7 separate regions of the Mus musculus genome follow, and all the other regions are linked to region 1. Evidence: chromatin contacts called from public HiCAR-type, HiChIP or PLAC-seq and promoter capture Hi-C data. All regions are on one chromosome and are shown on one strand. Each heading gives the region's core, a stretch centred on a gene start, on an enhancer-like site or on the middle of the called end of the contact. The rest is flanking DNA. Distances are from core to core; before and after follow the strand shown.

Region 1 (2,980 bases), core at 190-2,689:
GTCTGTGTTGGGGTATGTGCACATGTGTTGCTCACAGAGGCCAGAAGAGGATTGGAGCTGCAATTACAAACAGTTGTGAGCTACATTTATGTAGGTTCTGGGTCCTCTGCAAACCCAATGAACCATTGCTCTAGCCCATGAGTTAATTTTTAAGACTGCAGCATACCAGGATAATGATACTGTGCTACCCACCATTGAGAAAGATCTATTCGTTTTGAAGTAACTGCTAGATTTGAAGTACTCTGTAACAGATTTTAATGTATCAATTTTTAAAAAAGATTCACATGGAAACAAAAGGACTTTTAGATTCTTAACTGAAATACTTGCATGACTATTAAACTCAAAACCTCCAGAAAGGGAAATCTGTTTGTCAGTGGGTTTGTTTGTTTGTTTGTTTTCATGTATTTAAATAAGTAACTTGGTCCATGAGAGGGAGGAGCCAGAAATCAAAGGCCTGATTGTGCTGGATCCTTCTTTGTGGCCATTCTTCAGCTGGGTTCTCAGCAGGCTGCAGTTGAAAGGGAAAGATCCAAGTTCTGCTTAAAAATCAGACTAAAGAGCTTGCTCAGCACCCCGCTCACATTATGCTACTCGCATTCACCACTTAAAAGTCTTTGGATAGTAAATTGTATGCAATGACCTCAGTCTTCCAGGATATTCTCGGATTATAGGAAGCACCCCTCTGACTTGCTTATGAGGAGAGGAGTATTTTTCATGGCTTTCCCTTTTCTTGAAAGACTCTCAGAACATCAAGATCCTCAGGTATAAATTAGACCCGGGGAAGAATGTCACAAAAGCACACTATTTTTCCTACTTGGTTAGAAGAAAGAGAACAAAACTGAATATTTCTGGTGAGGACTCTCGCTCCAAGAGGGACAAACGGGTTGTTTTGTTTTGTTTTGTTTTGTTTCCTTCTCTAACTATGTGAGAGTGAAGTTTTATGCACAATGTATTTGAAATAATATTCGTGCGCTTTCCTAATCAAAAGGCTCCTGTGGAGCTGAGATGCAAGAGCATCAAAAGACTGTCAACACAGATCAATAAAGGCAGGTCTTTATAAGGTTTGATAGAATTATATCTTTTGTTTATAACAGAATTTTGATTATAGTAGAATATAAAGGTATAACAGAATTTTGAGTATAGCAGGAAGGGATTTTGGAGTAGAGACTGCAGAAGAATAACAATCAAAATTAGACAAAGATTACCCATGTCTCCTTGACAAGTTCACGGGTAGAGAGGGCATTTAACCCTTGAGGTACAGCAACCATGCCTATCGTCCAGCAATCCTGCAATCCGGCCCGACTCCGACGTAGAAACATACCCAAGACTGCGGCAAGGAAAATACGCGAGCAAGCCTGTCTCCCCTCCCCCGCTCCGTTCCCGCGGGATTGGAGTAGCGCTGGGTCGCTGACGCCATCCTCACGCCTCTGGTTTGCATGGAGCATGCGCCTCCTCCTCATTTCCTCTCCTGGAGCTAGTGGAGTAAAGCTACGCCCAGGCCCGCGTCCGCTGGCGGCGCAGGAACTTCAGCACCCGCGGGGCGGACAGCGCCTACCGCACCTGCTCACCTGCTCTGGGCGCCAGAAGAGCCTGCATCCTCCTTCCAGCCCGGAGCAACTGCGCCGGAGGCGCCCAGACCCTCTCCCTTCCCGCACCCAGGCTCCTGTCCCTTCCAGCTTCTTAACTCCCCTTCTCATTCATAACAAAAGCTACAGCTCAGGGGCCCAGCGCCAAGCTCTTTCCAGCAAAGCACAGAAGAGCAAGAAAGAATGGGGTTCCTTTGGACCGGCTCTTGGATACTGGTGTTGGTGCTCAACAGCGGCCCAATTCAAGCTTTCCCCAAACCCGAAGGCAGCCAAGGTATGTGGACATTGCTCTGCTTTAGAGTTCTCTTTCATTTGGCCCAGCCAAGATAAAGCTTGATGTGACCCGTGAGCTCTAAATCGCCCTGCCTAGTTTTTCTCAGCAGATCTCGTATCGTGCATATTGACAGAATATACACGGTTTTGACTTCAGAGAACGAAGATGGATTTTTCTTTCTCCTTTACTTTTAAAATAATAGAGCGATAACATGGTCTTATTTTGAAAAGGGGAGCGAGTACCTGTGCTTAAAGTGGCTAGGATTTTTTTTTTTTTTTTTTGCTCATTACACATGCAGGATATGATGATCTCTTTTAATGTACCAGCAATGATAATCCAAATAGTATGTTTCCAATTGAAAAGAGCTAATAAGCTAAGAATTAGAACTATATGTTAAATTTCTGATCAGAAAATAAAAGTGTGATTGCATTTAATTCAGGATATGCAATAATATAATAAGCATACCAACTTTGGAACTCACCATGTATACAATTGATAATCTTTGCTACTATAAATTTTATTTTATAACATTCAGAATTATTTCTCCAAAAAATCTTTTTTCATTGTGTTTTTTATTTTAATAGGAAACATATTTGACCACCCAAATGCACAATTAAATTTATATTTATGTGTATTTATTCTAGACAAATCCCTGCATAATAGAGAATTAAGTGCAGAAAGACCTTTGAATGAACAGGTAGGTCAGATGTAAAATTATAACTCCTATGTTATCTTATTCACTGTTGTCACTTACTGTAGTTTCCTTGTGATATTTTAGCCATTTTACATTTATAAACTCCAAGACATTAATAATAAATTGACAAAAACTAAGATGATAAATCTGGTTCCACTAATTCTGTGTTCTCACAATTAGTGCACTGAGTTCTTATAGCACATGGGCTGAGGCATGATGATAACCCAGTGAGATCAATACTGTAGCCACTCTTATAAGACTGTCTAGTTTACCAAAGTGTGTGCGTGGCTTGTTTTGTTTTCTTTGAGACAGAGCCTTGCTGGGTAGCTTTGATTGCCCTACAACTCTTGATCTTTCTGCCCCTTCCTCTTGAGTGCTGGGATTGTCAGCACATGCTACCACACTTGGTTGAAGATTTGTCTTTTG
Region 2 (2,980 bases), core at 243-2,742, 2.0 Mb before region 1:
ACCAAATAGATACAGTTTGATTTGCAAAGTGGTATTAACAAAAGTAAATCATAAAGAGCATTATTTTGGGGGTTAATATTTTAAGTTAGCTATCAGCACTCCTCAGTGAGGAACCCATCTATTCATCTGGTAATTGCCAAGTCCGAGAACCCCAAATATTTCCTTCATCATCTCCACGTGAACGAGGGGTCAGTAAAATTACTGCTATTGGCTGTACAGCCAAAGGCTAAGCTGCAGTTAATGATATTCATCCAAGAACATAGTGTGATTTGGTGATTATTCGGGCTAATGTTAGAGGCAATTTGACCATACCTGAGTAAGATAAAGCTGTACCCGATGGTACACGCCTGTAATTCCAGCCTACTGGGGATGCTGAAGCAGGAGGAGCAGCCTGGCAACCTAGTAAAATCCTACTTTAAAATAAGAAAGAGGGCTGTGAGTGGTGGCACACACCTTTAATCCCATCACTCAGGAGGCACTGGGAGTTTGAGGCTAGCCTGGTCTACTTAATGAAACCATGTCTCAAATATTAAAATAAAGCGAAGACTGGATATGTAGTTAGCTCCCGGGTAGAGTACTAGTGTGTACCAGGCCCATCCAGAAAAAAGGAAAAAAAAAAAAAAAAAAAAAAAAGAAAAAAAAAACAACTCTGTCCATATAAGGATTAGAGATACAAGTGGAAATATTTCTAAGAAAAATGCCAAATGATTTGAATTTACACTATAAATTAAATGACAGGAAACTGTTCCTTTTCTGAGAGTAGGATTTTATGTTAGAAAATGGCAGAAGCTTCAAGGACAGAATGAGGGGGTATACACCGTTAACCCCAAACTGCCACCTTGTCGTTTCCTAGGTAGAATGTATAGCTTTCCAGCCACATCCTGTTAAAAGCTTTGTGGCTATGTCATGAGATCTTTTTAAAAGTTCTTTCCAGTCAAGTAGGGACAAAGAATAATTTTCTGTTGAAATATAGAATTAAATCTTTATAGATGTAGACTATTTTCATTTGCAAATGTGAAGTGGGTATTTTCAACTTCCTTCAAAGAAACAGAGAGGAAAATACTCCTTTGGATAGGAAATTGTATAGACGAGTAGGTTTCACGTGTACACCGTGGGAAAATCTCAGCGTGTGTGTAACTGCTATGAATTTAGGAAGCGAGCCTCCTTGCAAGAGTGCCTGTAACAAACTCTAGTGGCCACCCAGTGGCTGCATAATGAAATTGCTTCTTTTGTTGGCTACAGCCCTTTATTATTTTTTTTTTTTTGGAGGGAAAGACTGAGGTAGATGGTGCTAAACTAAGAATTTAAAGCGGTCCAGGCACTCCTCTGGATCGATTTGAACCACCGTCACTGTAGTAAATGGTGTATATTTTCCTGGTGGCCCACTCACAGTTTGACCACATTGGGAAGCAATGCGTTCAGATACTGACCGGCACGGAGGACACCGAGCTGGCCCGTGACTCTCGGGACACGCTGTTGGGCATGGCCAGCGTGCAGCAGGACACGCCCACGGTGGCCTCGGGCAGCTCGTCGTCCTCCGTCCACTCGTTGAGCTCGGGGTTGAAGCACTGGATGCATTTCTTGTACTTCTTCTCGCCCTCGTTCCAGCCGCCCAGCAGGTAGGCTCGCCCGTGCAGCGCCGAGACACCCGCCGTGCTCACGCCCACGGGCAGCGGCGCCACGAAGCTCCACTGGCGCGCTGCGGGACTGAAGCTCTCCACCGTGAGCACGTCCACGCGCTCCCCGCGCGGCCCCAGCTGGCTGCCCCCCATCACGTACAGCCTGTCGCCCAGCGCCACCGCGCAGTGCCAGCCTCGGGGCGTGCTCAGCTGGGGCAGCTCCTGCCACGCGTCGAGCGCGGGGTCGTAGGCGCACACGGAGCGCGAGTACGCACTGCCGATGTAGCCGCCGGTCACGATCACGCGGCCGTCGGCCACGGCGCTGGCGTGGCAGCAGCGCGCCACCTCGAGCGGCGCTTTGGGCTGCCATTGGTTGGTGGAGGGCACGTAGCACTCCAGCGAAGCCAGGCTGCCCTCGGAGTTACGGCCGCCCACCGCGTACAGCAGCCCGTTGAACACGCTCAGGCTGAAGTGCGTGCGCTTCTGGTTCATGCTGCCCAAGTGAATCCAGGTGTTGAAGCGGGGATCGTACCTGAGATGAGAGAACCGTTGTTGCAGAAGAGGGAATCGTGATCTTGTCCCCACCTCCTGCAGGGAAGAGCCCCAATTCAGCCCCGCCTCTAACTTCCCCACCCTGCTACAGGTAGGGTTCTGCCTCCCCCCACCCCACCCCGTCTCATTTAGAAAAAAAAAAGGGGGATACTCCCCTCTCTCCCCATTCAGAAGATAGTTCCTTTAGCTATACCCTCAAACAACCAAACCAAATAACAAGAAGATCCCACCGAAATCTCTTCGCTCTTACAATTCCCCCCACCCCGTTCTGTCCCCGGATTTAATGGGCCACAGGAGAGGAACTGGGCGTAAGAGGGAACCTGTACATTAAAGGCAATTCCCTAGTCATCTTAATTTCTGACTCCGTCCTGTAAACAAAAATAGCAATGATACTTGTCCTGTTTTTTGGTTTTTTTGTTTTTTGTTTTTTTACTTTCTTAGTTTGTGCCTATCCTATTATTTTATGTGATATTATCTTATTAAATGTATAAAAATGTTAAATTAAAAAAAGGTAATTCTACTCATTTTTCAGACACCAATATCCCTAGCTCTTAATAGGCATTGCCTGATTAGATTTCTTCTCTTAAAAGGTTCTCACTGGCCTTGGCCATTCATTGCACTGCTAGAAAGCTAAGCCACACCTCTGAACCTGTTAGAGAGAGACCAATGGAATTATGTGGAAAAGCGTCAACAAAGGATGGATCTCTCTTAATAGTTTCCTACTGGTAAAAGTTCCAGTTTATAGATTTATTTTATTTTATTTTTATTTATTTTTATTGCTGTAATATTTTCCACATATAAAGGTTTTT
Region 3 (2,980 bases), core at 245-2,744, 1.9 Mb before region 1:
CTGGAAAACCCACAAAGTTAGTGACGTATCTTCTTGGATGTCTCAATCAGGAATCAGAGTTTTTCATGGGAGGTGGCAGGACATGGGCTTTATACACACTTCTGGAATGCAAGAATGAAGGAGGAGTGGAGGCTCAAAGTCCGCCTCAAGAATGCAGGCACCAAGTCAGGTTAAAAAGTGAAGTCAGCATAGTGGCAGGAATTAGGTACTGGCTGTAACCATCAAGTCTAGGTGATAATCCTGAGGTAAAAACAGGTCAAATTTCCTCCTTCATCAATCAAGACAAGAGATCCTCCTGATAGAGACGAAACCTTTATGTATCTCTCCCCCTCTCCCCCTGGGCAAGTGCCCTGTGCAGTTAAAAATACTGAAGAGACAATGAAAAAAAGTTTCAGAGCAAACTCTGCCTTGGTTACTAAGCAAGCTCAATTTTCAATCTTCTGCATATTGTGATGTTGGTGACTCCAGATTTGAGCTGAGGGAGCATAAGGCTTCCTTTGCTGGGTGGGGAGTCAGAGAAGACTCTTAAAACAGTCTATTAGCTATTGTATTTGGCCTAAAACGGAGTCATCAACTGTTCATGTGGAGTGAGTTTGGTTAGTTTGTATCGTTGACTCTGAAAACAGAAGAAAAGGGGTTCAAATGTCTGGCTGTGGTAACGGGAACCTCTGAGGAGCAAAGGAAGAAATTTGGGGCTCCCCGCCCCAAACTACAGCGTGGGTTGCAATCTCCCCTTTGTAAGACGCAGGGTGCTGTTGAAGAAATACAGGAGCCAGCTATTGGAGGTTCATCTGCCTTCCTGCACCAGTGCTTTCTGTACCTCAGCCCAGGTTAGCCCCCAAAGCACATCTGGCTAAGGTGGAGCTAATGCTGAAGCGCACCTTTGCCATCTCCTTTCTTCTCGGAGCATCTTTTAGAAGATTTTTGAAGACGGACATCCATGCTTTTGTTGGCACCAGGAAGTTGGTGACACGTACATCTCAGATAAGTCCTGCTCACCAAAGATGCTCTCAGGTCGTAGGGCCTGCCAGCGAGTGTGCGCAGACACAGGGCACAAACGGGGGTTAGGAGGAGGGGGTGTCGGAAAGCCAGAACCGACTCCTTCATTACCCCGCGCTCAAGGTACTCGGCGGGGCGGTACTTCCTGACCCCGGAAGAGAAAGTTGTTTTGGGGAAGGGGAGCAAGAAAAAAAAAAGCACGGTGAGTAAAATGAAAACTCCGAAGTTGTTCTGCTCCTTCTGGCCTTCGGTCCCTGCCCTCCTTAGGAGCTTTTTGGGGCGCGGCTCCCTCCAGAATCGCACACTGTGCGACTCCCCGCGGAGGAGAGGACCGCAGGAGCACCGTCTCCCGACCCTCCCGGGAGCCGGGTCTCCAGGAAAACCCGGAGCGGAGCATCCCCGGCCGGGACACGCCCTCTGCGTGCCGCCGAGTGCGCATGCCCAGTGCGCGGCGGCCGCGAGTAGGAAGCGGAGCGCGGCGGAGGGGGCGGTGGGAGGGGACGCTCGCGACTGTGGCGAAGGCGCGGGACGCGGCGAGGGTTCCCGCGGCTTCCTCAGAACGTTCGGGACGGTGGAGTCCTTGCGAGGCGCGAGCGAGCTTGGAGCCAGCAACGAGCTTGGAGCGGGCGGCGGGCGGGGAGCAGCGGGGCGGCCGGGCGGAGCGGGCTCCGAGCCCCGGGCTCCGCGGCTCGGCGGGACACGGCTCTGGTGGTGGAGGCGGCGATGTTCCACTGCATTCCCCTGTGGCGGTGCAACCGTCATGTGGAGGCCATCGACAAGCGCCACTGCTCGCTGGTCTACGTCCCCGAGGAGATCTACCGCTATGCCCGCAGCCTGGAGGAGCTGCTGCTGGACGCCAACCAGCTCCGGGAGCTCCCCGAGGTGAGTGCCCGCCTCACCTGGCGCGGTGGCCGGGTCCGTGCGCTCCTCCGCTGACTGCTTCGCTCTGGGAGACTCTGGCCAGCGGGGTCCCACTACTGCCCTCAGCCCTCCCTGTGCCCCCCTCCCCTGCTTCCCGATTAAACCCATCCTCCAATAAAAGTTGTTTTTCATTTATACCGAAAGACTTGGTATTTAACAAGTAGTTACATGGCTAGTGGAGAAACGTTCTGGTCCACTAAGTGGCTTAGATCCACGTCTGGGAACTAATGCCGGTTAGGTGAGAAGCCAGGTAGCTCACACTGTTCCCAGCTGGGGGCGACCATGCGCCCCATCACGCCCCGGGGCGATCGGCTAGCAGCCAATTCTCCAGCTAGTGGCTTGGAGCTCCTCATTTTGGGCTAACGCAGGTCCCAGAGGATGTGGGGACCCAGCAGCGCGAAAGTAAGCTTTAGTATATCTTGGCATCTGTAAGGAATGTGCTCCGGGCCTTATCTCTGTGGGCTATGCCCTGGAGAGATGGCGCTTGGTCCGCTTCGGTAGCCCCGTGGCCGCATTGGGGTGCTGGGCAGGAGGAGAACTGCTGCAGGTGCCCAGGTTCCCGCCGCTGGTGCACTGCGTGCGTGGACCTGTTGCGTGGTTGGAACTGCGATGAACGTGTGTAGTGGCTCCCGCTGCGAGTCAGCCCTGCTTGCTGCCTTTCCGCCACCACAGAGCTTGCTTGGGTCTGTCCTATCACTAATGCCATATCTTTTCAGAGTTGTTTATGAAAATTAATCATCTGCCGCACCGAACTTGGCCTGTGACAGATACTGATTGTGCTTCTAGGCCCTGCTGGGGTTAGACGCTGAACTTTTAACCCTTGAATTTGCCTCGGGATTCTAGCTTTAACTGTTAAGGAGGACGCATCCTTTACCCAGGTGTAAGGAGGAAGTAAGCCAGTGGCAATCCAGAGGTGCAGGAAATGGAAGTCCGCTGGGAGGCCCGGAGAGAGCCTAAAGGCCCGAGCCTCGGAATGCAAGTACCTTGTTTGTCCTTTGTTACCGCTGATGATGTCCTGCCATTTTCAAAGAAACTCTGATCAGATGTCTGGTTTGTTGGA
Region 4 (2,980 bases), core at 361-2,860, 1.8 Mb before region 1:
TTACTTTTGGTTTAAAATGAACCGATCCAAACCTACAGAATGTGTGACTCAGCCTGAAACCTCACCAATATGTGCATGATCTCACAGCATCCCCTCCCTTCATGCCTCGCACCCCGCTTGGTATCCATAATAAACTCTAGCTTTTGAGGAGTTTTGAAGCTGGTATTTCTAATATATTTTTTTCTATAAATCAGAATTTTCTGCCATTTTTGCTGGCTGGTGTGTAAGCAGGTTTTTGATATGAAGGCGTACCTGACAGCATGGCTTTATGAGTGACCAGGGTCTCCTCTTCCATACTTTGCAGTATGTGCTGTGTGCTGGCACCATCCTCCAGACAACATAAACATTGGCTATCAGGAGGCTGCCAGCTCTGACAGCCCAGAATGTAAGAGGCTGGTGCACACTGTTGCCTTCCACTGCTTGAGGAAAGAGAAAGTGAGGGGAGATGAGGTTATAACCCCAGCAGCTAACATACAAACCCCAGCGCACATTTATGCTGTTCTCATTGAGTACTTAGGAATATTAACTTGTTCTCATTTTTAGGGCCCTCTGGCCTACTTTAATTAAGCAATTTTTAAACCATGTAATATATGCATAGGATACAATTGGAAAATATTGACGTAGTATAGCTTGGGGTCTCCACACACGTATTGTATGGGGGGGCTGAGATGGGACACTGTCAGGCAAGATGCCCATCTCATAGTCACAGGGCAGTATCCACTCAGTAAGCCTTCTTGGGGAGTTACATAGTCTGTCCATGAGATGACTATGTAAGTAACTGATATTGCCTGTTTTGCCTCCTTTGGATATGGATAAAGCTTGCCTTTTCAAAGTTAGTCGGAGGTGTGACTGCTGAGTTCAGCCCTAAACGACAGACCTTAATACAGATCCATAGTTCACACTGCACTCAGGTCCGATAGAGATGCCGGCTCCTGGGTGGGTTGGGAATGGTGTTCTGTGAGACTTCCCACGAGGAGATCTTTGTCAGGACCACCTAAGCTTTTCAGAGACAATGATGTCAGACCTCAGAAGCATGGGGCTTTGATCCCTTCCCGTGATGTTCCTGGACTAAGCAGTGCCAAGCCAGGTGGGCTACAGTAGTATCCCTCTTTCATGGCACTGCATTGGGTTCTCAGTTTTGAAAACTCAAGAAACCACTCTTGTTATTCCTGCTAGAGCAAAGAAGAGTTTTACTATCTTTACATCTATCCAGAAGTGGATAGCTCCCACACAGAATCTTTCCTAAGCAAGGAGGTGACTTGTGTGAACATACTTGAGCTATTTGGTAGGTAGTGCATAGGCAGTGGATGACGGGTATATGAGAAAGGTAGTACTCTGGTCAAGTATTCTAACTGCATGTATATGTGTACAGTAATCTGGTCAAGTGATCTTGAGACTTTTGAGAGAAATTTTGTCATGTTAGAGTGATAGTCCATAATATGAAAGAAATGTAGAGGGTAGTTTATTGTAATGACCAGAACGTTCTGGAAAACTGGAGGGACTGAAGGACATTCAGCCAATTTGGATTACTGGTAAGATCGCTTTATACCAGAAAGGTATTTCTGTAAGAAGTGATCATCTAAATATATAGCGAATAAACTAGTTTTACTGGAATGACAAGCTTGAGTCTGAGACCTGAAAGGGATAGCCCTGCCTTTCTATGCACCAGGGTGCTCTCTGTGTGACAAGAGACAGTCATAAATCTGTGTTTTATAATGTTAGTAGGTTTACATCTGTTGTGTTTGAACTCTGCAGTTAAATATATTAATTTGCAATCCTGATATTCTTAGAAGAATTAAAAGGATTATGCATGAAATTAACTAGCAATTTTTAAAGACGCATTCTCTTCTCTTAGAGTGATATACATTCATTCATTCAGAGAGTTGAGGATTCAGGAATCTTCCTCTAGTGAGAGGCCCTAAGGTAGTAATTTTCCATGTGTCAGAGGGAAATCAATAGGCCCTTCATGAGCTCGCTCTCCTCAGGAAGGCAAAGGCTGGAAGAATGCAGCGCTTTATGGAGTCTTGGAGGAGGTTGTGTGTGAGATCAAGTTATTTTTCCTCCCCTTTGGTTCAGTTTTTCTGACTCAAATAATCATGGCCTCTTTGTTCAGGCAAGGCTCGAGCCAGTTTGTCTTGAGGACCACACATTGAACATTCAGCTACCCTTGAATAGATTCGGACTTGGACGTAGCTGTCAGTTTACTGCAGTTGTTGAGCTAACAGCAGGCCATGACTGAGACAAATGTATATATTTGCCAGAGCCACTTCTTGCTAAGATGTTAGTGCTTTCGCATTCCTCAAGGGAAAACAATTTTACCAAATTAATTTATGAGTGACCAAAAGCTATCAAAGTGTATTTAGTGACAATTCATACCTATCAGCTCCCTCCTCCCCTTTCTCAACCCTGGAATATTGAAAATATTGGAGTTTATAGGGCAGGCCTTGAGCTGTGTATCGGTGCTAATGTTACCTCTAGCGTAATGTTTGGAAGCGGAATTGTTTAATTCCCTTCTGATTAAGTGATGCTGCCTGACCGCGTGTTGTTAGTTAACATTTCACCAGTGCCTGTGCTAGGCATCATCCGTAAAAAGGCACATCATTCACCACGCCAGTTTGAACTGTATTACTTATTTTTTTTATTCAGTTTAGAACATGTTTAATGCTTTGTATCATCTATAGTAATCATTTATGACCATCGGTGAAGTTTAAACATCATATGCTTCTTCATGCCTCTGACCTGCTTTCCCACCCCGACACACGCCCCCTGCTTAAAATGGAGAAAAGAAAAGACGCCTCTCTTTCTCGCTGTAGATTGGCGGGTGCTGCAGCCTCACCATGTTCTGCATCCGGGACAACAGACTGACTCGGTTACCTGCAGAGGTGTCACAGGCCGTGGAACTTCATGTCCTCGACGTGGCAGGGAACAGGTAAGGCAGGGGGAGCTGTGCCTCTCAGCAGCTGCAGCTCAGCCACACCTT
Region 5 (2,980 bases), core at 276-2,775, 1.7 Mb before region 1:
TGATCCATCCAATAGCTGACTGTGAGCATCTACTTTTGTGTTTGCTAGGTCCCGGCATTGTCTCACAAGAGACAGCTCTATCTGGGTCCTTTCAGCAAAATCTTGCTAGTGTATGCAATGGTGTCAGCGTTTGGAAGCTGATTATGGGATGGATCCCTGGATATGGTCCATCCTTTCTTCACAGCTCCAAACTTTATCTCTGTAACTCTTTCCATGGGTGTTTTGTTCCCAATTCTATGAAGGGGCACAGTGTCCACACTTTGGTCTTCGTTCTTCTTGAGTTTCATGCGTTTAGCAAATTGTATCTTATATCTTGGGTGTCCTAAGTTTCTGGGCTAATATCCACTTATCAGTGAGTACATATTGTGTGAGTTCCTTTGTGATTGTGTTACCTCACTCAGGATGATGCCCTCCAGGTCCATCCATTTACCTAGGAATTTCATAAATTCATTCCTTTTAATAGCTGAGTAGTACTCCATTGTGTAAATGTACCACATTTTCTGTATCCATTCCTCTGCTGAGGGGCATCTGGGTTCTTTCCAGCTTCTGGCTATTATAAGGTCACTGAGCTTTTTTTTTTTTTTTAATAATTTCTTTATTATTGTACACTGTAGCTGTCTTCAGACGCACCAGAAGAGGGCGTCAGATCTCATTCCAGGTGGTTGTGAGCCACCATGTGGTTGCTGGGATTTGAACTCAGGACCTTTGGTAGAGCAATCAGTGCTTTGACCCGCTGAGCCATCTCGACAGCCCAGGTCACTGAGCTTTTAAGGGAAGAGGTTTGACATAGATGTCTCATTTAAAGCCGAGAATTCAACAGGTATTCATTCTCTGCATGTTGACTGGTTGTGGGTCTCTGTCTTAATCACCAGCTATGCCTAAACTAAGCCTCTTTGGTGGGCATTGAGAACTACATTAATCTGTGGGTATAAGATAAGAATTTAGGGAAGCGCAATTTATGACTTTGTCTATTTAACAGAGTGACTCTCAACTTTCGTAATGCTTTGAACCTTTAATACAGTTCTTCATGTTGACCCTGCCCCCCACACCATAAAAATTTTCATTGCTACTCTATAACTGTAGCTTTGCTATTGTTGTGAATTGTAACGTAAATATCTGATATGCAGGATGGTCTTAGATGACCACCATGAAAGGGTTGTATAGCCTGTGGAGTCTTGGAGGGAGGTGCTGTCCCTTCAGTGGTCTCAGAGATACTCTTAGTGTCTCGATAACCTAAAATAAAATCTTAGGAATTTTATAAATATAACCCAATGATTTAGTGTCTAGTAAGAAAGTTTTCTGAAAGATGGTCTGAAAGTTTTCAGAACGATTATTTTTGAAATGACCATGTTACACTTTCTCAGAGTCGGTGGCCTTTGCATGTCTAAGTTCCTCTTAGCAGTGTCAGCAGCTGGGCCTTGCTTCAGGAGCAAATAGGGATGCTATTGTGGGTGAAACCAGTCACCTGGTCCTACCTTGCCTCCCACGACCTGGGGACAGGGCTTGTGAAATCTCCTAAGAGCTGTGACACAGGAGATCCCCAGAGGAGCTCATTACCTGGAAAGGGAACTTCACGGTGGTTTTTGCACAAACTCAGATCAGCTAATGAAAAGCGGAAGGAAGAGTCAGTCAGCCAAGAACAAGAAGACGGGAGACAGAGCACCTGCGGGAGACGTAAGAAAAGATTTCCTTTAAAATAGGTCTTAAAGATAAATAGCCACAGGCATTTCTCTCTGTGGCTATATACTTCAGCAACTATAAAGAAATATCCTGCTAGTTTGGGCTTTTAGAAAATGTGCGCGCGGATAGCCGTGTCACCTGGCCACCTTGCTGAGTTTCCCCCATTAGGCTCTCTCAGCCTCTCAATACAGGTCCCCTTTGTGTGATGATGGCCTGTTGCCATGGTACCACTAAGCCAGCTTTCCTGAAGATGGACCTGCTAATAGGCTTTTCTGTTCTCAATTTCAGGAAGGGAGTGGAGAGAGGGAAGGAAATCTAATCATTCCAATTTATCTAATGAGTTCCTTGAAGGACTGTGAAAGATTGGCTATTTGTACATCGAGGTGTTGAGACAATTCCCTAATATATATTGTGCTCAAACATTTTTTTAATTGAAAAAAAATGTTCACTTTGAACTTTCCAATCTGTGTTGTCATACTGCAGTTTGTTTTATGAGATGTCAACTTTTTTTTTTTTTTTTTTTTTAACCACGAACGCTGCCTTGTAGGCTGGACTTAAGTCACTTAAAATTACATTTAGTGTGTGTGTGTGTGTGTGTGTGTGTGTGTGTGTGTGTGTGTGTGTGTGTGTGTGTTGTGTGCACACTTAACCATGGTGGGATCATGGAGGGCAGTTTTGGAGTCAATTCTTTTCTTCCACCATTTGGTTCCAGAGGATTGAATTCAGGTGGGCAGGCTTGGTGCAAACACCTCACCTGTCCCACATTTACCTGCCTATTGGGTGGAGTATGGTCTGCAGATGCAGCATTGTGCCTTACAGAGCATCACATTAGAGTGAAAGAAGGCTTTTTACAAAGAAAGGTGCTCTCTTCTCATTAGTGTAAGATGCTTTGCGTGTCTCAACTCCTTGAAGGATTGATTGGTGACCATCCTGGTTATTACTCTCAGCGTTGCTTAGCTTTTAAAACTGGTTTGCTGGTAATTTTAGTAGAGTGCTTATTATTTTAATAAATAGGAGATAAAAAAAACCTTAAGAGTAAGGACCACCTCACTAGTTACTTTCTTTATTATATAAATTTTATTATTTAATTAAAGTTTAAAAGTCAGATTGATTAAGATTAATTAATTTAAAAAATATATATGTATATGTATATGTATATGTATATATATGTGTGTGTGTGTGTGTGTGTATTTATATTTACCCTCCCCATCTCTAGTCTAAATGTAAAGCAACGATATTTAAGTCGATAGTGGACTTTAGCTACTCACAATCTTCACAGATGGAGATTTCTTTGTTAGTG
Region 6 (2,980 bases), core at 188-2,687, 1.6 Mb before region 1:
AGGAGAAGTAGGAGAACAACACACCAGCAACAGGATACAACCCAGAAGCTTGTTGAAAGTGCAGGTGTGGAGAATCCACTGCTGAACTTCTCAAGCAGAAACTACAGTTCTAAAGGTGCTGCCAATGGCGGATCATGCAGTGACATTTAAGAACTATAGGATGGGTGATGGGCGATCTTTAAAACTCTCTTCTCTTTGTATCTCTGTTATTTATATGACAGATTTATGTATATTCTCAGAAAGAATGAAAGGTTCTTGGCATCAGATATACATAACCATGAGTGTAGATGTCAGAAGATATCTCTTACTGATGTAACAGCACATACATTTAGAAATTTGGCCCTTTCCTGGGGCAAGATGTACTAGTGTTATTTGCAATAGTTTCCCTGCTTCTTAATAGAATCACTGTGAGTCATTATTGCGCTCATGATTGTCCTAAGTTCAAGCTCTTGACAATGTTGAAAATATTAAATGCTGTAACTGTACGTGAAATAAAACCTTCACTTTTGCATAGCATTCAGTATATAGCCAGCTCCCTCCACATTACATCTTCCAGTGCTTATGCACAAATATAGATTGCATAGGTTTGTAGAAAAAAATCAATGCTTAGAGAATAGGAATACTGAATAAATCAATCTCGTGAGAAATATTTGTGACTTGTTTATAGGTAGGCAGGGCAGTCACTATCTTCCAGCAACAGTGGAAGGGAATTTTGTTTTGACAGCTATTTGGTAACAAGATCTCTTTTAGAGCTACTTTTGTTTAACAGCAGAACTTGAGTCACTCGGATGCTCCAATATCATTGACTGCCGTTCACACGCCAAGGACTTGTCACTGAAATGACTGGCTTTCCAAAATGATCACTGTGTTTTCCAGTTCTTTATTTAGACGCTGTGTTTGCATGTGTTTGTGCATCTGAATGTTCTCTGCGAGCGTGGTCAACCAATCACTGAAACTGGCAGATGCCAGGGCCCTTCAATCAGCTTCTCATTGCTGTCCAATCTGGCTTCTCCCTTCCTTTCAGGGAATACATAATTGGACTGCAAGCCTGAAAGGAAAAGAGGGCAAACACATAGAGGTAGCAATTTTTCACTTCCACTGATCCCATTTTAGCAGTCAGTGTGACCTCTCGTGAAGTTCCAAAAGTAAAAATTGTCAAAACAAACCCTTTGGAGCTGAAAAATACTCAACTCGGAGAAGCATCTGTTCTGTGTTCTTTTAGATTCCTCCTCCCCCGCAACCGTGTGTGTGTGTGTGTGTGTGTGTGTGTGTGTGTGTGTGTGTGCGCGCGTGTGTGCGTGTGCATATGGGTGCATGCGTATGTGCTTGCGTGTGTGTGTGTGTGTGTGTGTGTGTGTGTGTGTGTGTGTGTGTGTGTGTAGGCGATTGCGTGCGTGTGCCTGTGTTGTTTTAGTAACAGGCTCTCTTTCCACCTCAGTCATTGGTTTGCTTTCAGAGCAGGGGCTTCTGAGTGCCTGCAGGAACAATTACTTCCAAATGACCTCCTGCATCTTAGCGGGGAGCCTTGAGACCACACCCAAGGTAAAGAGAAGTCTTTGCTTAATGCTTTCAGTAACTTTTAAAGACACCCAGTTCTGGTATATGCCGGAGGGTGTGAGGGCGAGCTACCCGGGAGCTGATAAATTTGTCTGTGTTGTTGAAATGAGATGGTATCTATAGTCAGAGAAACGGGCAACTGATAAAGACAAAACTGCTTGTTGGGCAAAGAAAAAGCCAAGGATTGCGCTTGGCATAGAGTTAATGTTTGAATGCTTGTGATGTCTTTTCTTAGTAAGAGGCTATTGGTCCTCTGTGCTGCGGGTGCCAACACGGTGGTGTGTTTGGGGGGCACTTTTAGGGAAATAGAAGAAAGAATAGCACACAGCCTGAAGCTGAGCAAAGGAGCTTACAGCCTGCGAGGCACTGGGGAAAACACCTCTCATGTTATAGCCTGTGCCACCGGTGAGAAGGGGTCAGTCTGACAAAAGGGGTATCTCAAGCCACTATTTTAATCCACTTAGTTCTTATTTCTGTTATTAAAATAGTTTCCCGAAGATCAGATGTTTAAATGGCATTGGCAGCTGAAAGTGTTAATTGCCAATTAAGAAGCGAATGCCATTAACTTGCATCCGCTTCCGCTTTGTGGGAAAATGATTTTTTTTTTTTGTCTCCATAGCGATTCATTTTGGGGCTCTGTTAGATCTGCCACACAGTGTGCAGTAAATGGTAAATGGCTTTCTTCTTCTTCTTCTTCTTCTTCTTCTTCTTCTTCTTCTTCTTCTTCTTCTTCTTCTTCTTCTTCTTCTTCTTCTTCTTCTTCTTCTTTTTTTTTTTCTGAGCAAGGGATTCATCAGTCTACAGGCTAACATAGATCTTCAGAATATTCCACAGTGTGGCTAGTGTAGCTTCAAATCCCATTCCATCAAAAGGTCCTTTCAAGTGAACCTTAGGTTTCTGGTAAGACACAATACAGGTGCTAGATAAACACAGTGAAAGACCTGGGTGCTAATTTTGTAGTACTTTCTTGAAAGTTAATATCAAAGGGTTGCCCTTTTCCTGATGTTCTGGAATATGCATATAAGGACAGGAATCAATCCCTGAGTTTATTTCTACTCAGTAGTAACTCAGTGAGGTAAGCCTTTAATCTTTAGATTACATATAACATATATCACATATCACACACATATATCTATATGTAATAAGTAAATATTATATATAATGTATTTGTTCAACTAAAATAAGGAAGTAGAATTGCTTCCCTACATTGATGACGATATTTCACTTAGGGAGGGCATTGAAGTTCCTGTGGGCAGAGTGTAGCCATAAAGTTGAAGGCCACTATCTTGCTCCTGTTCAATGGCCTTCTTTCTCATCGTGTGTTCATGTTTAGAAATCTCTCCATCATACTGTGAGAAGGGCACATCTTGTTCATCTATGTACTGGCTTCCTTTTGTTCTTGTTTTGTGTACTAAAATTATAA
Region 7 (2,980 bases), core at 247-2,746, 1.3 Mb before region 1:
TGGAACACTTTTCCTGCCTGAATACACTACTGCAATAGACTTGTCGTCTCAGGTTTTAAGAAATATGCAAGATATATCAATACCCCCATTTAGATGCCTAGCCTAGATTTAACGCAAAATGTACAAAGCAGAATGGGAGCCCTTTTATGTGTTAGGTATACTTAACTTCTGATACAAATCTCCAGCCTTAGAATTCTTTATCTGATGGCACTGCCTGATTCTTTATTTCCAGTAATAAATATTACTCATTATGAAATAATATTAAATAATAGGTATGCCTCATTATTAAAACTACCTCCCCTGTGGGTTAAACAATAAACTTAATTTAAAGTTAAATCTCCCCTTTACTTGAGTTTAAGAAGCCTTGTCAGGAGAGCCCAGTCGATCAATGATTATGGGATAGCAAATTTCTATGGAAAAGGAGTGGAGAGATGCAGATGCTTAGAGCTTTAGTTCATTCAACAGAATATCAGTGAAAACTCTCCTATTTTTAAATCAAAGGGTTTTAAATAGGAAGTGGTCTATGACATCGTGACTAGCAGTTGAATCAAATCTCCTAGGGTCTTTTTGAAATGTGTTGATTCCTATCAACATACGGAGATTAGAATTTATTTTGCTAAATTTGGGGCAATTGATATTATAAATCAATAATGTATGTTTGTTTTAAAATGTTCCGGCATACAAAGAGGGCTTTCTTTTGCTAATTCAGCATTGACTTTAAATTTCTGAAAATTATGTTTTTAAAACAGACCTAGTTTGAAACCTGTATATTACTCTCATGATACTTTGCTAACCGTTTCCATATTATCATAATTCACTATCAGCCCCTTTTGGATAATTTGTGTAATCTTATAAACCAATTAAAGCCAACTTCAATAAATAGTTAGAGGCATTTATATCTCTTTTTCTTATCTCTCTTCTTTTAAATATCTCTCATACATATTTTAATCATGTTTTCCCTCCCTCCAGCTTCTCCCACACAGTCTTTACCTCCCTATACATTAACTTGTCTGTCTTTCTTGCTCTCTCTCTCTGTCAAAAAAGCCCCATAAAATAGAAAATCAAAACAAACACAATAAGACAAAAATGTCATAATAACAACAAAACCAAAAAAATGAAACAAAAATCTTACACGCAAACCAGCATGGAGTTCATTTGTGCTGCTATTGAGCATGGCGCCTACCCTAGAGTGTGCTTGATCTACCCCATGCCACTGCATTGTAGAACACTGATTTTCCTTGGTAAGCAGCTATCATTTGCAAATTAGTTTCTTAACTAGGGGTTAGATCCCGTGTTCACTGGCCCTCTCAGTGCTGGTACCCTGTCTGGCTTGAACCTGGGCACTGTCATGATTCCTGTGAATTTATATGTCCTGTTATGTCTGGAAGACACTCGTTTCTTGAGGTCACTCGCAACCTCTGATTCTTATAATCCCTGTGCTGCCTCTTCTTTATAGAGCCCACATTGATTTGTTTTGAGATGTAATGCACACCATAAAAACAAAACCTCCCAGAACAAGCACAAAAGAATTCGATATATAAGCCCTAACACAAACCAGATGGAGACTGCTATCAGATTGGCACTCAGTAGTTTTTCACATTCCATCAACTAATGAAAATCAGAGATGGCATGTCACGCGGCTATGGTTTACTCAGCTCGGAATTCTCATTTGCTTGCATGTCCTGTTATCAGGTTGCTTCAGAGATAGCCAGCATTATGAAGAAGGATCAGTAGTTAAAGAAAACTGCAACTCCTGGTGAGTAACATAAGCGACACAAACCAGGGCTTTTCTGTCTGCATATTTCTCCAGGAATGTGGGAATCTGCTCATTAAAAGCACACACCTAAACACTTCTAGGCAAAAGTTGCATTCCCTAAGACATACATTTTCAGAAGCATGAAAATAATTTTGGATATGTAATTATGTATGTATTTAATGTAAGCTTCCAATTTGATGTTTTTATAGTAAGCCTTCTTCATATAGCAAGTACTCAATAAGCATATTCTAAATTATAAATGTTTTGGTAGGATGCTGACAAATTGTGTTTTTTTGTTTGTTTGTTTTTTAGCACAGTAAGTATACAGGCTGATTAACTTGCATTAACTTGCAAAGAATTTTCAAATACAAGTATATAAAGTTTATATTTTAATTTGTTTTTTTTTTCTAATACTGCAGTGGATTGAAGTCATGTCATATATAGTTACTTTAGAGGACACAAGCACATTGAGCAGCGTGTAATACAGGTTTTATGATTTATTTTCTCCAATAATCAAATATCCATATGGTTAATATTAATCAAGAAATTTGTTCCATGACTTACTTAACAATGCACTACTCTTCTTAGTATTTGGGAAACACACCCTATAAAGGCCAAGGACTTTTGTAACTATTTTATCTTTACAGTACATGTTCAGGACAGCAGTGGAAATGTTCCCAACATGTGTGCCTTGTTCATCCAGAATTAATTGACCACATCAATAAAGGAGACTATGGGTAAGCTGTGTCTTTCAGTATAGGCTTCTTAGCATTCAGACTTACTCAAAAACACACATGTGTGTCGTTTGCTTCTAATATGGTCACTGATTATAAAAACTGACTGGTAGAGAAATATGAAGGGAGATTTTGAGGAACGTGTTTCAGATACACAAGGTGAACATAAAATGATTAAAATGATATGTTTACAGAAAATAAAAACATAGATGTTAGCTTTAGAGTATCTAGGAAAGATTTGTGTCATTGAGTGGTGAGAGAGTGAATGAATCTTCCCTTGCATATGTGGTAGTTAAAAAGACTGATTGATTCTGATCAGTTTCTCCCTGTTGTTGCCTGAACCAAGCCAAATCCACATGCGGCTCTCCTAGGTAGATAGACTATGAACTCAATCAGATGGAGTTCTATCTTGACAGTACCTTTAATATTGTGCTAATCTAAAATTTCATGGAATTGATTGACATTTAATAACTATCACATACACTGATAT

The links. Promoter capture Hi-C pulls out the DNA fragments that hold promoters and counts their contacts. HiCAR-type assays count read pairs that join an accessible place to other places. HiChIP or PLAC-seq counts read pairs in DNA pulled down with a chosen protein or histone mark.
Region 2: a contact with region 1 is called in a promoter capture Hi-C map of hippocampal neurons, with 7 times the contacts expected there. The contact joins the enhancer-like site here to the promoter of Scg3 in region 1. A contact is called at or near these places in 3 of 39 promoter capture datasets (cranial neural crest, embryonic stem cells and hippocampal neurons) and 2 of 115 datasets of contacts at active chromatin or transcription factors (astrocytes and forebrain).
Region 3: a HiCAR-type map of astrocytes shows a contact between it and region 1, with 5 times the contacts expected there. The contact joins the promoter of Lrrc1 here to the promoter of Scg3 in region 1. A contact is called at or near these places in 7 of 39 promoter capture datasets (the 3T3-L1 cell line, cranial neural crest, embryonic stem cells and 3 more) and 4 of 115 datasets of contacts at active chromatin or transcription factors (astrocytes, embryonic forebrain, embryonic midbrain and 1 more).
Region 4: a contact with region 1 is called in a promoter capture Hi-C map of hippocampal neurons, with 5 times the contacts expected there. The contact joins the enhancer-like site here to the promoter of Scg3 in region 1. A contact is called at or near these places in 4 of 39 promoter capture datasets (the 3T3-L1 cell line, frontonasal cranial neural crest, hippocampal neurons and 1 more) and 2 of 115 datasets of contacts at active chromatin or transcription factors (astrocytes and embryonic forebrain).
Region 5: a contact with region 1 is called in an H3K4me3 HiChIP or PLAC-seq map of embryonic forebrain, with 8 times the contacts expected there. The contact joins the promoter of 5730403I07Rik here to the promoter of Scg3 in region 1. A contact is called at or near these places in 8 of 39 promoter capture datasets (the 3T3-L1 cell line, cranial neural crest, embryonic stem cells and 4 more) and 1 of 115 datasets of contacts at active chromatin or transcription factors (embryonic forebrain).
Region 6: a promoter capture Hi-C map of hippocampal neurons shows a contact between it and region 1, with 6 times the contacts expected there. The contact joins the promoter of Mlip here to the promoter of Scg3 in region 1. A contact is called at or near these places in 1 of 39 promoter capture datasets (hippocampal neurons), 1 of 484 Hi-C or Micro-C datasets (cortical neurons) and 1 of 115 datasets of contacts at active chromatin or transcription factors (astrocytes).
Region 7: a promoter capture Hi-C map of second pharyngeal arch cranial neural crest shows a contact between it and region 1, with 4 times the contacts expected there. The contact joins the enhancer-like site here to the promoter of Scg3 in region 1. A contact is called at or near these places in 8 of 39 promoter capture datasets (the C10 cell line, cranial neural crest, hippocampal neurons and 4 more).

The regions. Positions count from the first base shown.
Region 1 is chr9:75,682,515-75,685,494 of GRCm38.p6, reverse strand. Scg3 (secretogranin III) reads left to right here and starts at 1,439. Exons shown (of 12, transcript NM_009130.3): 1 at 1,439-1,860; 2 at 2,505-2,557. The coding sequence starts at 1,770.
Region 2 is chr9:77,654,298-77,657,277 of GRCm38.p6, reverse strand. Klhl31 (kelch-like 31) reads right to left here. Exons shown (of 3, transcript NM_172925.2): 3 at 1-2,151. The coding sequence ends at 1,419. Among named protein-coding and RNA genes, the nearest start is that of Klhl31, 19 kb to the right of the region's middle. Within about 2 kb of position 1,492, at least 158 of the 459 cell types and tissues checked have an H3K27ac peak or open chromatin away from gene starts, as enhancers often do. A contact at or near this core is called in forebrain and hippocampal neurons, where this site is marked.
Region 3 is chr9:77,543,366-77,546,345 of GRCm38.p6, reverse strand. It overlaps Lrrc1 (leucine rich repeat containing 1), which reads left to right and starts at 1,494. Exons shown (of 14, transcript NM_001146048.1): 1 at 1,494-1,881. The coding sequence starts at 1,723.
Region 4 is chr9:77,442,126-77,445,105 of GRCm38.p6, reverse strand. It overlaps Lrrc1 (leucine rich repeat containing 1), which reads left to right. Exons shown (of 14, transcript NM_001146048.1): 11 at 2,814-2,929. Among named protein-coding and RNA genes, the nearest start is that of 5730403I07Rik, 44 kb to the right of the region's middle. Within about 2 kb of position 1,610, at least 12 of the 459 cell types and tissues checked have an H3K27ac peak or open chromatin away from gene starts, as enhancers often do.
Region 5 is chr9:77,397,961-77,400,940 of GRCm38.p6, reverse strand. It overlaps 5730403I07Rik (RIKEN cDNA 5730403I07 gene), which reads left to right and starts at 1,525. Exons shown (of 4, transcript NR_040378.1): 1 at 1,525-1,674.
Region 6 is chr9:77,250,309-77,253,288 of GRCm38.p6, reverse strand. It overlaps Mlip (muscular LMNA-interacting protein), which reads left to right and starts at 1,437. Exons shown (of 11, transcript NM_001368955.1): 1 at 1,437-1,542. The coding sequence starts at 1,498.
Region 7 is chr9:77,031,202-77,034,181 of GRCm38.p6, reverse strand. Tinag (tubulointerstitial nephritis antigen) reads left to right here. Exons shown (of 11, transcript NM_012033.3): 2 at 1,693-1,756; 3 at 2,404-2,493. Among named protein-coding and RNA genes, the nearest start is that of Tinag, 13 kb to the left of the region's middle. Within about 2 kb of position 1,496, at least 9 of the 459 cell types and tissues checked have an H3K27ac peak or open chromatin away from gene starts, as enhancers often do. A contact at or near this core is called in second pharyngeal arch cranial neural crest, where this site is marked.